Linked DNA regions of Sus scrofa: all the other regions are linked to region 1. A link is a contact called in public Hi-C data. All regions are on one chromosome and are shown on one strand. Each heading gives the region's core, a stretch centred on a gene start, on an enhancer-like site or on the middle of the called end of the contact. The rest is flanking DNA. Distances are from core to core; before and after follow the strand shown. Region 1 holds the start of HS6ST1 (heparan-sulfate 6-O-sulfotransferase 1). Region 2 holds the start of AMMECR1L (AMMECR1-like protein). Region 3 has its middle 280 kb from the start of HS6ST1.

Region 1 (3,821 bases), core at 750-3,249:
AGACTCTACTCTGGAGACTCACTGATGGGATCAGAAATGACACATCTGCAGTGAATGGTGCCCCATATCTCTGGATATAGAACACCCCTCAGTTATGGGAGTTCCTCTTGTGGTCTAGTAGAAATGAATTAGACTAGTATACACAAGGACGAGGGTTCGATCCCTGGCCTCACTCAGTGGGTTAAGGATCTGGCATTGCTGTGGCTGTGGCGTGGGCCAGCAGCTGCTTCTCTGATTTGACCTCTAGCCTGGGAACTTCCATATGCTGTGGGTGCGGCCTAAAGAGACCAAAAAAAAAAAAAAAAATGTCAGTTATGATTCAACACTTGGTAGAGGATTGTCCTCTGGGGAAGGACGCCCACTGAGTTGACCCAGGGCAGCTGTGCCCTCCAGGCTTGAGCTGCTGCCTGCTGGGCGGTGAAGGAAGACTTCTCCGGCCAAAACAAGGTCAAGTGACAACAGACAGAAGCAGGTGACTCCAGGCTCGCCACTGTGCCAGCCCAGCCCCCACTCCTGACAAGAATGAGTCCTTGCTGGAGAAGTCTGACCCAACCACCCACAAGGCTTCCTGGGCCAGGTACAACTTTAAAGCAGTCACAGGATGGGAGGGGACTTTGGGGCCCCAGGTCACACCAGGGACTGGTCACCCCACCCCACCCACCTGCAACAGGCCCTTGGTCACTGTGTATTGTGCTCAGTGGGTATGCCTTCAGCCACTTCTGACAATTGCATGCTCCCTCCTGAGTTGGATTTTGGGGTGTCATTGGTTGTTTTTCCAGTTCTCCAGGTTTGCTTCCAGAAGAGATTTCTGGTGTGATTCAATATATTTTCAAGAGCTTTACTGAAATATAATGGACACAATAAAACCTCACAACCCCTTCTCCCCCATGCTTTCAGGACCTACAACAGAATGGAAACCACTGGGAGCCCCAAAAAGGGGGTGATGTGGGCATCTGATCCCAGGCCAGGCAGCCCAGGTTCGATGGAGACCACTTGGCCTGAGTTCAAAAACAAGGGACCAGCCCAGAGACCCAGGGGCGCTGAGAGTCTCAGCAGGTCATTTTATATCCCGACCCACCTCCTGTTCTGTGCAATTCCTGGCAGTGTGGGTTCCAGAGGTTCTGGCCCAGGGCCCAAGATGGAAGGAGGTGGAGGGCAAGCTGGGCTAAAGCAGACAGGGACATTCGGTCCCAAAGCGGACGGGACAGGGCGCCAGATCCACTGACCCACCTTCCAAAGCCAGAGGTTGGGGTGTTCTTGTGGACCCTCACAATTTTAAATATTGGCTCAACTTTTTCTAACTTCTTCCTTGGGATCTGAATAAACCTGGAGGGAAAAAATGCACATTGGTTAAAAGCCCTTTGAAAGAATGAGGGACTGCATAAAGCTCCCAAAGCTTCCGCGGACCCTTCGGCATCTCTCCAAGAGGGCCTCTGGGTCATTGTCCCACAGCCACGGTGGGGGGAGGGGGAAGAGAGTCTGACCACTGCCCTTAGACCCAGGCCCCCTACCGTCCCTTTTTCTCCTAGACCGCTCCCCCAGCCTCACATCCCATCAAATCTATTCCCCCCCCCCCCCCCCGCTTTTGGAACTTCAGAACATCCAGTGTGCAAAGTCAAGGTTTTCCCTCCACTGAAGCAGGGACAGGGACCCAGGCCCCAAAGCACCGGCCGCCACGGGGCCCCCTCCAGCCCAGAAGGTCAGTGCGCGCCCGCTACACGTTTCCCCAGCCGTTCTCCACGCCTCTGTGAACGGAAAGACAGACCCCGCTGCCCGCCTCGGAGCTGCCTAGCCGAGGCCGGAGACCCGCGTCGCGGAAGCTGGGTGCCGGCCTGCAGCTCTGAGCTCTGGGGGCGGGGCCCAGGTTCGCGCGGGCGGCGACGGCAAGAGGAGCGGCGGGGGCGGGCCGGGGGCGGGCAGGGGCGGGGCGGCGGCGGACTGCGGAGACGCGGCGGCGCGCTGGGCGGCGCAGAGCGTTCTCGGCGCGGCGCGGCGCGGAGCGGAGTGGCCGGCGCGGGGCCGCGGGGGGCGCGGGCCGGGGCCGGGCCGGAGCCGAGCCGGAGCCAAACTGGGGTCGGACTGGGGATCGGGGGCCGGGTGGAGAACAGCCATGGCGCCACGCAGGGCCGCGGCCCGCGCCGCTGCGGGCGGCCTGGGCGCCGAGTAGCCGGGCCGGGCCGGAGCGCGGGCGGCGGCGGCAGAGGCAACTGCTCCCGCGCCCCCCGCCCTCCAGGCCCCGCGCCCCGCGCCCGGGCTGCCGGCAATGGTGACACATGCGGCGGCGGCGCGCTGGCAGCAGGACCATGGTTGAGCGCGCCAGCAAGTTCGTGCTGGTCGTGGCGGGCTCGGCGTGCTTCATGCTCATCCTCTACCAGTACGCGGGCCCGGGGCTGAGCCTGGGCGCGCCCGGCGGCCGCGCGCCGCCCGACGACCTGGACCTCTTCCCCACGCCCGACCCGCACTACGAGAAGAAGTACTACTTCCCGGTGCGCGAGCTGGAGCGCTCGCTGCACTTCGACATGAAGGGCGACGACGTGATAGTCTTCTTGCACATCCAGAAAACGGGCGGCACCACCTTCGGCCGTCACCTCGTGCAGAACGTGCGCCTCGAGGTGCCCTGCGACTGCCGGCCCGGCCAGAAGAAGTGCACCTGCTACCGGCCCAACCGCCGCGAGACCTGGCTCTTCTCCCGCTTCTCCACGGGCTGGAGCTGCGGACTGCACGCCGACTGGACCGAGCTCACCAACTGCGTGCCCGGCGTGCTGGACCGCCGCGACCCCGCCGCGCTGCGCACGCCCAGGTGAGCGCCTGCCACCGATCCCGCCGTCGGGCCAGGGCGGCGGAGTGCCAGCTGGCGGCCGGGCCCGGACCCCCGCCGGGCGGTCCTGGGCCGGCCCTTCCCACCGTGCCCCTCTCTCCTGCCCTCTCGGGGGCCCCCATTCGCCGCAGCCCCTCTGGACCCCTTCCTGACCTCGAGGTGCCCCAGTTGGTCTGCTGCGGCCCGTTGTGGTCCCTGCGCTCTGATTCCGCTCTCACCTCCTCCTCCGTGCCTCTTTACTTTTCCCCACCGCTCGCAGAGCTGCACAGCGCCCGGGCTTCCCGGGGCCCCCGCCCCAAGACCGCGCTGGCAGTCCAGGCTGGCCTATCCTCGGATGGGAACACGCGTTCCTCTGTGTGTGAAGGCCACCTGGTGTGCCACCCTCACTGTTCCGCTCCAGTCCACATCGGAAGTGAGAGAAGTGAAGCGCCCCCCTTCCACGCCCCCCCCCCAGCCAGTCTATCTTGAGAGGGCTGGGGAGGAGCTGCCAGAGGAGGGGGTTGGCTCAGCCTTGCCCAAGTGGCAGGTAGAACAAAGGCCCTAGTGTCACCTGGGGCTGGGGGCGGGGAGGAGGCAGGACTGCCTGCCCCTAAGAGGTGGGCCAAAACGAGGGCAAAGAGGAGCAGAAGCAGGCCAGCAGCAGGCTGTGGGGAGCTGAGCTGGCCAGGGGCACCTGTGCAGCCAGACGCCTTCGCTGGGGGCCCCCACTGCTGTGAAGATTGATCTGGGGGGCGGGGAGCTCTTTTGGGAAGCACTTTGTATGCAGAAAGACCCTCCTCTCTCCCCAGGATACTGGATTTCCAAGGGTTAAAGTTGGGGTTCTTTTTCTTCTGTTTGTGATGGTGCCCTATGGGGTCTTTTCCCCAGGACGTTGGGGCTGGGAAGGGCCAGGAGGAAGGTCTTCTTGCCTGCCTTTTGTTTCTCTTCCACATTTGTCTTAAGACCGAGTTCTCTCTCGGCCAGCCTGGCCATTGGGGAGCTGTGTTCCTCAGCTTTCCTAGCT
Region 2 (3,821 bases), core at 471-2,970, 390 kb after region 1:
ACCCACTGAGCGAGGCAAGGGATGGAACATGCAACCTCATGGTTCCTGGTCGGATTCATTAACCACTGAGCCACGACAGGAACTCCTCACTCTGCTATTTTTGCATCAGTGCATACTATTGCTTTCTGATGTGAAGTGACCCCAAAGTGACTTTTTAAAAAGTCCTGCCTTTCAGTGTCAGTAAACAACAGCAGGTCCTACTTCTTGGTAAAATGCCTTTTGACAGCTCAAAGCAAGGTTTGTTTTTGTTTTAATTTGGGAGTGTTTCAAGTCCAACTTAGTTCCATCATTTACCTTCTGGCAGCTTGATAACCAGGGAGCAATAACTCCCTTATCTGTGAGCTGTTCAATGACAACATAGCACCACCCTGGGAGCAATAGACTAAGGCCCTTTTCCAGATTTCAAGACTTTCAGCTGGAAAGACTTTCACTATATGAAATTTATTCTGATTATTTTAAGTCAGGATATGATCCACTTATTCAGAAACCAACAAAGGAATGACCTCTGGCTTGCTGCCTCTAGCATTTCTGGCTCCAGGCCATATGATCATCTAATTTGTAGTTTTTCAGGCCTACAGAGGTTAGAAACTGGGAAAAGTGGAACTCAACAGCAGATAAGCACCTCCAGACCTTGACAGGAATTATGAAGACTGCTCTAAATGGCTTTTGTGGAAAAAAAAAAAAAAAAAACTGACCTCTTGTAGATCCCGTTGTAGCTCAGCAGTAACGAACCCGACTAGTATCCATGAGTATGAGAGTTTAATCCCTGGCCTCGCTCAGTGGGTTAAGGATCCGGCATTGCTGTGAGCTGCAGCAAAGGTCACAGATGTGCCTCAAATCTTGCGTTGTTGTTGCTGCGGCTGTGGTATAGGCCGGCAAGTGTAGCTCCCATTTGACCTCTAGCCTAGGAACTCCCATATGCCACAGGTGCGGCCCAAAAAAAGAAAGAAAAAAGTCACCTTCTTATTCTACAGCCATGTCTCTTCCTTCCACTGTTTTGCTCTGCCAGGTTCTCAGAGTTCCAGGTCCAAGGGGCACCAATCACTGTTTCCTCCCTTTTTTGCTGCCTACAGGTAATTTTGCTATAAGTCTGTAGTAGCAGATCTTACTATGCTTTAGTACATTATGCATTCTAGAGCAGAAGGTTTTTGCTGGAAAGCTTCACTGTTAGATATGATTTGCATTTTTTACTAGAGACTTTTCTTTGCTCTTGGAGGACAAACATGTTAAGGATTCCTTTCTGCGTAAACAGAATAGCAAAACACAGAACTGTCGATCTGTGGGCTTGAGTCTGTGTTCTCAACTAGACTGGCAATGCTTTAAAACAGGGCATGCCTTTGCTGCAGGGCCTAAACAGTTTGTAGTGGTTAGGGTGAGGGAGCAGGGCAGAAATGAGACTTTTAGTGCAACTCCATCTGTCACTATAATAAAAACGTTAAGTTGTCAAATTAAACACCAAATATTTGAAACGAGAATAATTTTCTATTAATTTTTTTTAATGTTTCTTGTATTGCTCTCTTTGAGGCCCTTGCCCTGCCAGTGCTGAGGTATCTGCCTAGTCGACCAAATGAATTAACCCTGCACTGTAGATAGTGGCCACTTGAGTCGTTTCTGGGCTGGGGACTGGGGTGGGGGTGGGGGTCAAGACCGAGATTTGGGCTCCTGACACCACCTAGGGTGGTCTGTCCTTTCCAGTACACGAGGAGGCTGGCACTGAGCCTGGAACTCCTTCTCAAAAGCCTGGCCGGATCCGATGGGTCTGCTGAATATAAGGCTGCTCCGAGCTACCCCTTCCTGGCTGCCTTCGAAGGCTTCGACTAGGTGGGGTGAAGCGACGCGAGCCTAACTGCTCCGGGAAAGCCGTGGGCGGCTGAGTGTTGGGCGGGAAAGGGCGGAGCGGCGAGGCTGGGCATCCCGGCTGCATCCCAAGCCGGTACCTGGGCCGCGTCACGGACAATGCCGCCGGCCCGGGCCGCACTACAATTCCCGACGCGCTCTGCGCTCGCTCGCAGAAGCCAAGGCAGCCCGGCCTGCACTGCGCCGACCGGCCTCACAGCCGGGAGCTTCGCTCCGCAGGCTCAGCGACCCGAGGGGTCCGACCCACCGGCCTCCTCCTGCCCCTCACCTCCCACCCGTCTTTATTTCAACCGCCTAGGCTTCTACCCCAAGAGTGGAAAGCAGCCTCCTAATTCAACCCGTGGAGTCGACTCCAGCCAATAATGTGCGCGAAGCTAGGCCACGTGACAGCAGCGGGGTGGTGCTCCAGAGGCTCTCCGATCTCTATGGTTTTGGCGACTAGCTAGAGGGCGTGTGGTCCACTGGAGGACTACCTACATTCTTCCTCCATTACCTCACTGCCTCCGGTGGCTGCTGGGATACCGGAAGACTCGGGTCCCGGCTCGGCTCAGTCCTCCAGCTGCCCGGGGAATACCTCTAGCAGTTCTTCCCTGCCGCCACCGCCGCCCCGCCGCTTCCTCCTCCGCCCGCCCCCGCCGGCCTTCTTCGCCCCGCCCCGTCCGCGCCGCGCGTCCGGCCCGTCTGCGGCCCGCTTCTCTCGCGAGCCCCCACCCAGGCGCATGGCTCCATGAAGCAGGAGGAGGAGGCAGAGCGCGAGAGGTCCCGTCTGCCCCGGCTGCGCCTGGGCCAGGAGAAAAGGTGGGAAAGTCGGTCCGCGCCGCGCCCTCCTCCCCCGTCCCCGCCAGGCCGTCCTCCCAGGGGCTGCCGCCGTGCGTGTCGGGCCTCCTCACCCCGAGGCGACCGGAGGGGCCGGCGAGTGGGTCCCCGGGGTTCGGGGTTCGGGTCCCGGGGCAGCATGGGGGAGGGGCTCTGGGGGCGGTGAAAGGAGGCGGCAGGGCGGGGCCTGCGGGCCGCGTGTGCGGGCGGGGAGCTAGTGGGTCGGAAGGCGTGCTGGGGAGGGGGTGAGTGGATGCCCCTGCCCCGGGCCGCGAGGCGAGGCCAGGCGAGGCTCCAGCTCCTTTCTGCACTCCCTCCAGGAAACAGTGGCGGGTCGTGTAAAGTTTGGTGGTCTCCGGCGCCGCCTGGCGGCCCTCGCCCACCGTCCCGCCGCCCCGCCGCCCCCTCCCCCGCCCGGCGTCTGGATTCCACCCCCGCGGCTCTGCCCTCTAAACCCTACCCGTCGCCTGGTCGTCCCCCTACTCCTCCCAGAGCCCCGCGCTCTCCCCTTCCACCTCCTTTCTTACCTTTCACCTTTTTATCTGCCTGCTTTGCACCTCCCGTCGCTGGCCTCTCTTTTCCCCGCTGTATCTCTTCCTTGCTGAACTCTGTTTTACAAGCACGCTTTCGTCTCTTCTTCCCTTTTTTTCCAACTCCACCCTCATTCTGTCTTTCCTTATGTACCCATAGTCCTCATTTCCATTATTTCTCCACCTGGCACTCTGGGTTTTATGCCTCCCTCCTTCCCAGGCTGTGGGTTTTGCCCTTCACTTCTTGCCCTCCTCCATTCCCTGTCCTGATGTGAACTCCTCACTTTGCCACACGCCCTCACCCAGATCCCTCTGGGCCTATCCCCTTTCACTGCCCTCTCCTTGGACAGAGTGGGTGGGGCCTGGAGTCTCCTGTTTACATCTTTGGGAAAAACTCAATTCTCTACTCCTGGCGGGTGGAGAGAGTTGGTGAAGAGATTGTAAAAGAGATTTGTGCAAGCCTCAGAGTAAAGATGGGTGGCTTTTACCAACAGTTATCCTCCCCACCTGGGATAACAAGATGGCCTGTCCTCAGGACCCTGGCATGCTGTCCAATAATCCTTCGGCACCATCTTTGCAGAGGATATGGCAGTATGTTTGTATTCTGAAACCAGTGGA
Region 3 (3,821 bases), core at 808-3,307, 280 kb before region 1:
GGCAAGGGTGGAAATCAGTCAGCAAACTTTTTGTGCCTTCTCTGTGGGAGATGTCAGGACATGTACAGAAGGAGAGACTGAGCCCATTCTTTGAGATTCTTCTGGTATAATAACCAGGTAGCACAAAAGAGAGAGAAAGTAGGTTGAAATCCCTGGACAGGTCCTAGATCATGGGTTTGAGGCATCCTGACCAGATCTTTTGAAAGTGGTGGATTTTTAACAATGTTCTGTTAAAGGGAGATGCTGATCCACAAAGACCCTAAGCTCTGCTTTGTTATCTCTCAGCCTACCCTGCACACTTCGGGCTTTAGGACTGTGTGCTAGGTAGGGTTTGCTCTTGTTCCCCTAGTGGCCCTCAGGTGTCTAGCCCACAGGAAGAGCTTGGACAATGTGAATGAACGAATGCATGAACCTAGTTCCTTCGTGGGCAGGAGCAGATTGCATTTTCAAGTGGCAGCACAATCTCTGTCATCCCATATCCTCCTCTCCCAGTGTGACTTTGACAATGAGAAGGTGGGGTCTTGTGCTTCCATTGCCTTGAAACTGGGAAGCTCTGGGACTATAGGGAGGTGATGCCATGTGACTTCCAAGGCTAGAGCACAAAAAGCAATACCACTTCCACCTGGTTCTCTGAGAGCCCATCTGCCATGCTGTGAGGAAGCCCAGAACAGCTACTCCAAGAGGCCACATGCAGAGGTGACCTTTATCTGCCTAGCTGAGGTCCCATTGACAGCCCACCTCACCCGCCAACATGTGAGCCTTCAGATGATTTCAGCCCCAGCCGTGGTGGAACAGAGCCCCACCCCCCATCCCATGTCCTATCTGGACTCCTGACCCACAGAATCATGAGCATAAATTGATGGGAAGTGTACACCACTGAGTTAAGGGGGCTTGTGACACAGCACAGGTATCCATCTCAGGTGCAGAGGTGGGAAAGATGTCATTCACGCAGGCCTGGAAGGACAGCAACTGAGGGGGGACAAAGGGGCTAGAGGGGCCTGAGAGGGCAGCAGAAGGGGACTCCCACCAGAACACACATGCCCCATTTTCCCAAGATGGAGGGCTGGGAGAAGAAAGGAGGAGGCACTGGGAGGGCAGCAGGGTCCAAGGCCAGCCCCTCCTGTGCTCTCCAGGGCAGGCTCGGGGACCAGAGCCCAGCCAGCCTGTGTAGCCACTGACCCATCTTTCCAGGGCCAGAGGCTGGGCACACAGGCCCAGGGGACAAGGCACTGCCATACAAGGAGGGAGCCTAGAGGAGACCACTGGAGAGGCCAGGTGGGGAGGTCTGAGGCCTCCAGCTCCCGGGCAGGAACAATTTTTCCTCCCAAGACCTGGAAAGGGCAGCAAGGGCCTCTTAGACCAGACCAGGACCTTTAGGGAGGGCGCTTTGGAGGAGGCAAACCAGGGCTTCTCCTGCGGGGATAGCCCTGGCCCCTCTGAATCTAAGCATTTACCAGTAAAGGTGGTGGCACCACCTTGGCGGTTAGAAAAGGCACTTATGCTAATTCATGCTTGCAGAGACTGGCTGGCACACCCCGAATGCCTGTTGCCTCCCCTTCCTGAGAACCAGAGAAGTCAGAGAAAGGAGGAGAAATCAGCAGCCCAGGAGGTCCTGCCTGAGGTGCAGGAAGCCTCCAGGACCTCAGGGCAGGCGACCAGCTGGGAAGGCACATGTTTACTCAGCATTATCCCTGAGGGCCGCTGGGGAGAGCTCGGTCTCCAGCAGTCCCTCCCTCTCCTAAGAGAACAGCCGAGTGTGTGGTCGGCCAGGCTGCATATTCCTATCAAGAGGCACATTTCCACATGCTCATCCTCAGCCTTCCTGTTGCAGAGGCACCACACATCCCTGCACCCTCTTCACACACCTCAGAGCCCTGGGTACTGTTTCTGGAAGGGTTCTGCAGGGGGCCTCCTACCCCCGAACTGCCCAGTGGCTCCCAGTGCTGTCATCCTGTACCCATGACTTTTTACCAGATGACTTATTCCATCACCCCACAACTTGCAGAGTTCATTTTGACGTAATTGTTTTCACATCCCCGGCTGCATGCCTGTGGAAAATGCAGAAGCTTGCAATCAGGAATGAGTCAGAGCTCCAGTTCCTGGGCACAGAGCAAAGGGCCCACACAAGCCAACTGGAAAAAAAGGAAGGAAGGAAAGAAAAGGCACCACAGAAAGCAGAAGGTCCAGTGCAGTGTGAAGGAACATATTCAGAGATTCCTACACTTGGGGTCGGAACCTGTGAGGGAGGGGCATTATTCTGCCTGCATTCAGTCACCAGCTGAAAGTAACTGAGTGAACAGAAGGGGATCCCAGGGGCTGGTGCCACAGCAGCTCAGGTCTCCCTAATGCCGAAGTCTACAAAAGGCTGACTTGACCCTGTCGAGCTCTTCTGAAGATGGGAAGCCCGGTGATGTTCACTCCACCTGCCCCGTGGCCAGCCATGGAATGTGTGCCTCTCCTGTGGTCCCCTGCTAGGCCATTGGCTACCACTTACCTGTGGAACCTAAAATATGGCGTAAGCAAAGCTATCTACAAAACAGAAATGGACATAGAGAACAGACTTGGGGTTGCCAAGGGGGAGAGGGAGGCAGGGGGATGGACTGGGAGTTTGGGTTAGTAGATGCAAAATATTACATTTAGAATGGATAGGCAATGAGGTCCTACTGGAGAGCACAGGGAACTATATCCAATCTCTTGGGATAGACCGTGATGGAAGATAATATAAAAGGAATGTATATATATGTATGACAAGGTTACTTTGCTATACAGCAGAAATTGACACAACACTATAAGTCAACTACACTTTATTAAAAATTAAAAAAATAAAAATAAAGCCTTTTGTGACATTTCAGGAAATTCTACAGTTTTCCCATTCCTAGTCTTCAATAGCTTTGACTGTCTCCTCCCACTAAATTCTTTCTCTTATCTCTGGGATTTCTCATTTCAAAGTCATGTAGCTGTCCATGATTACATGATTAAATACCAAACTTAGCCCCTTCTCTTGATCTAGACACACCCAAAAGGCATATACCATCAAATACATGCATAGGCCCTTCTGGGCAGCAGGGTTTTGGATCATCTGGGAAGACAGGTGGCCCCCTGTGACGGCATAGAAGCCCTTGCCACAGCGCAGTACATGTTCCTGGGCTGAAAAGTCTTTCAACCAGGCCATCCCAGGATGACTCTTCCCTCCAGTCTCCCTCAAGTCCCCACTCCTCAAAGCCAGTCCTTACCTTGGCTTAGGCAAAGCACCTCCACTCTGCATTCCACTCCTTCCCCAACCATCCCCCCAAAGGACTCGCTCAGGGCACCTGAAGCCCCTTCCTCCTCCCAGTTCTGCCTCCAGCATGGGGGTGGGGTGTCAGACAGTTAGGGTGCCTCTGGGTACTAGAAACAAAACAGTGACCACCATGGTTTTAAATGTGTGTTGTGTTTTTTGGCAAGAAGTCTGCAACTGAGTGGTTCCGAGACTCATTCTGTGGTTCCAACCCATCAGGGGCCTGGGGCACTCGATCTTTTCCTCAAGAGTGAAGAATGGCTGTATTGCATCCTCACAAAAATGAAAGCAGGAAGAAAGGCAGATGGTGGCAGAAAGCCTTCTTCCCAGGAGGCTCAATGGTTTTACCAGGGACGAAAACACTTTCCCAGAAGCCCGCAGCTGACTCCCTCAAGCCTCATTCTCTAGAGCTGAGTTATATGCCCACCCCTGAACCAGCCCTTGTTGGAGAAGTGGGATTATTAGATTGACTGGAACTAACTGTGAGGCCCCCATCAGTCTGCTCCCCCCTGTTCCCCATCCCATAAACACAATGCCGAAGCTG

What was found. Hi-C and Micro-C count contacts between places; a contact is called where the count stands out from the background.
Region 2: a contact with region 1 is called in a Hi-C map of liver, with 3 times the contacts expected there. The contact joins the promoter of AMMECR1L here to the promoter of HS6ST1 in region 1. A contact is called at or near these places in 1 of 5 promoter capture datasets (fetal liver) and 2 of 47 Hi-C or Micro-C datasets (heart right ventricle and liver).
Region 3: a contact with region 1 is called in a Hi-C map of embryonic fibroblasts, with 2.1 times the contacts expected there. The contact joins the enhancer-like site here to the promoter of HS6ST1 in region 1. A contact is called at or near these places in 1 of 5 promoter capture datasets (liver), 4 of 47 Hi-C or Micro-C datasets (embryonic fibroblasts, epiblast stem cells and liver) and 2 of 2 datasets of contacts at active chromatin or transcription factors (alveolar macrophages and skeletal muscle).

The regions. Positions count from the first base shown.
Region 1 is chr15:59,064,449-59,068,269 of Sscrofa11.1, forward strand. It overlaps HS6ST1 (heparan-sulfate 6-O-sulfotransferase 1), which reads left to right and starts at 2,000. Exons shown (of 2, transcript XM_003133399.6): 1 at 2,000-2,800. The coding sequence starts at 2,274.
Region 2 is chr15:59,451,350-59,455,170 of Sscrofa11.1, forward strand. It overlaps AMMECR1L (AMMECR1-like protein), which reads left to right and starts at 1,721. Exons shown (of 9, transcript XR_002339479.1): 1 at 1,721-2,655.
Region 3 is chr15:58,780,699-58,784,519 of Sscrofa11.1, forward strand. No RefSeq gene overlaps it. Among named protein-coding and RNA genes, the nearest start is that of HS6ST1, 280 kb to the right of the region's middle. Within about 2 kb of position 2,058, at least 20 of the 83 cell types and tissues checked have an H3K27ac peak or open chromatin away from gene starts, as enhancers often do. A contact at or near this core is called in alveolar macrophages and embryonic fibroblasts, where this site is marked.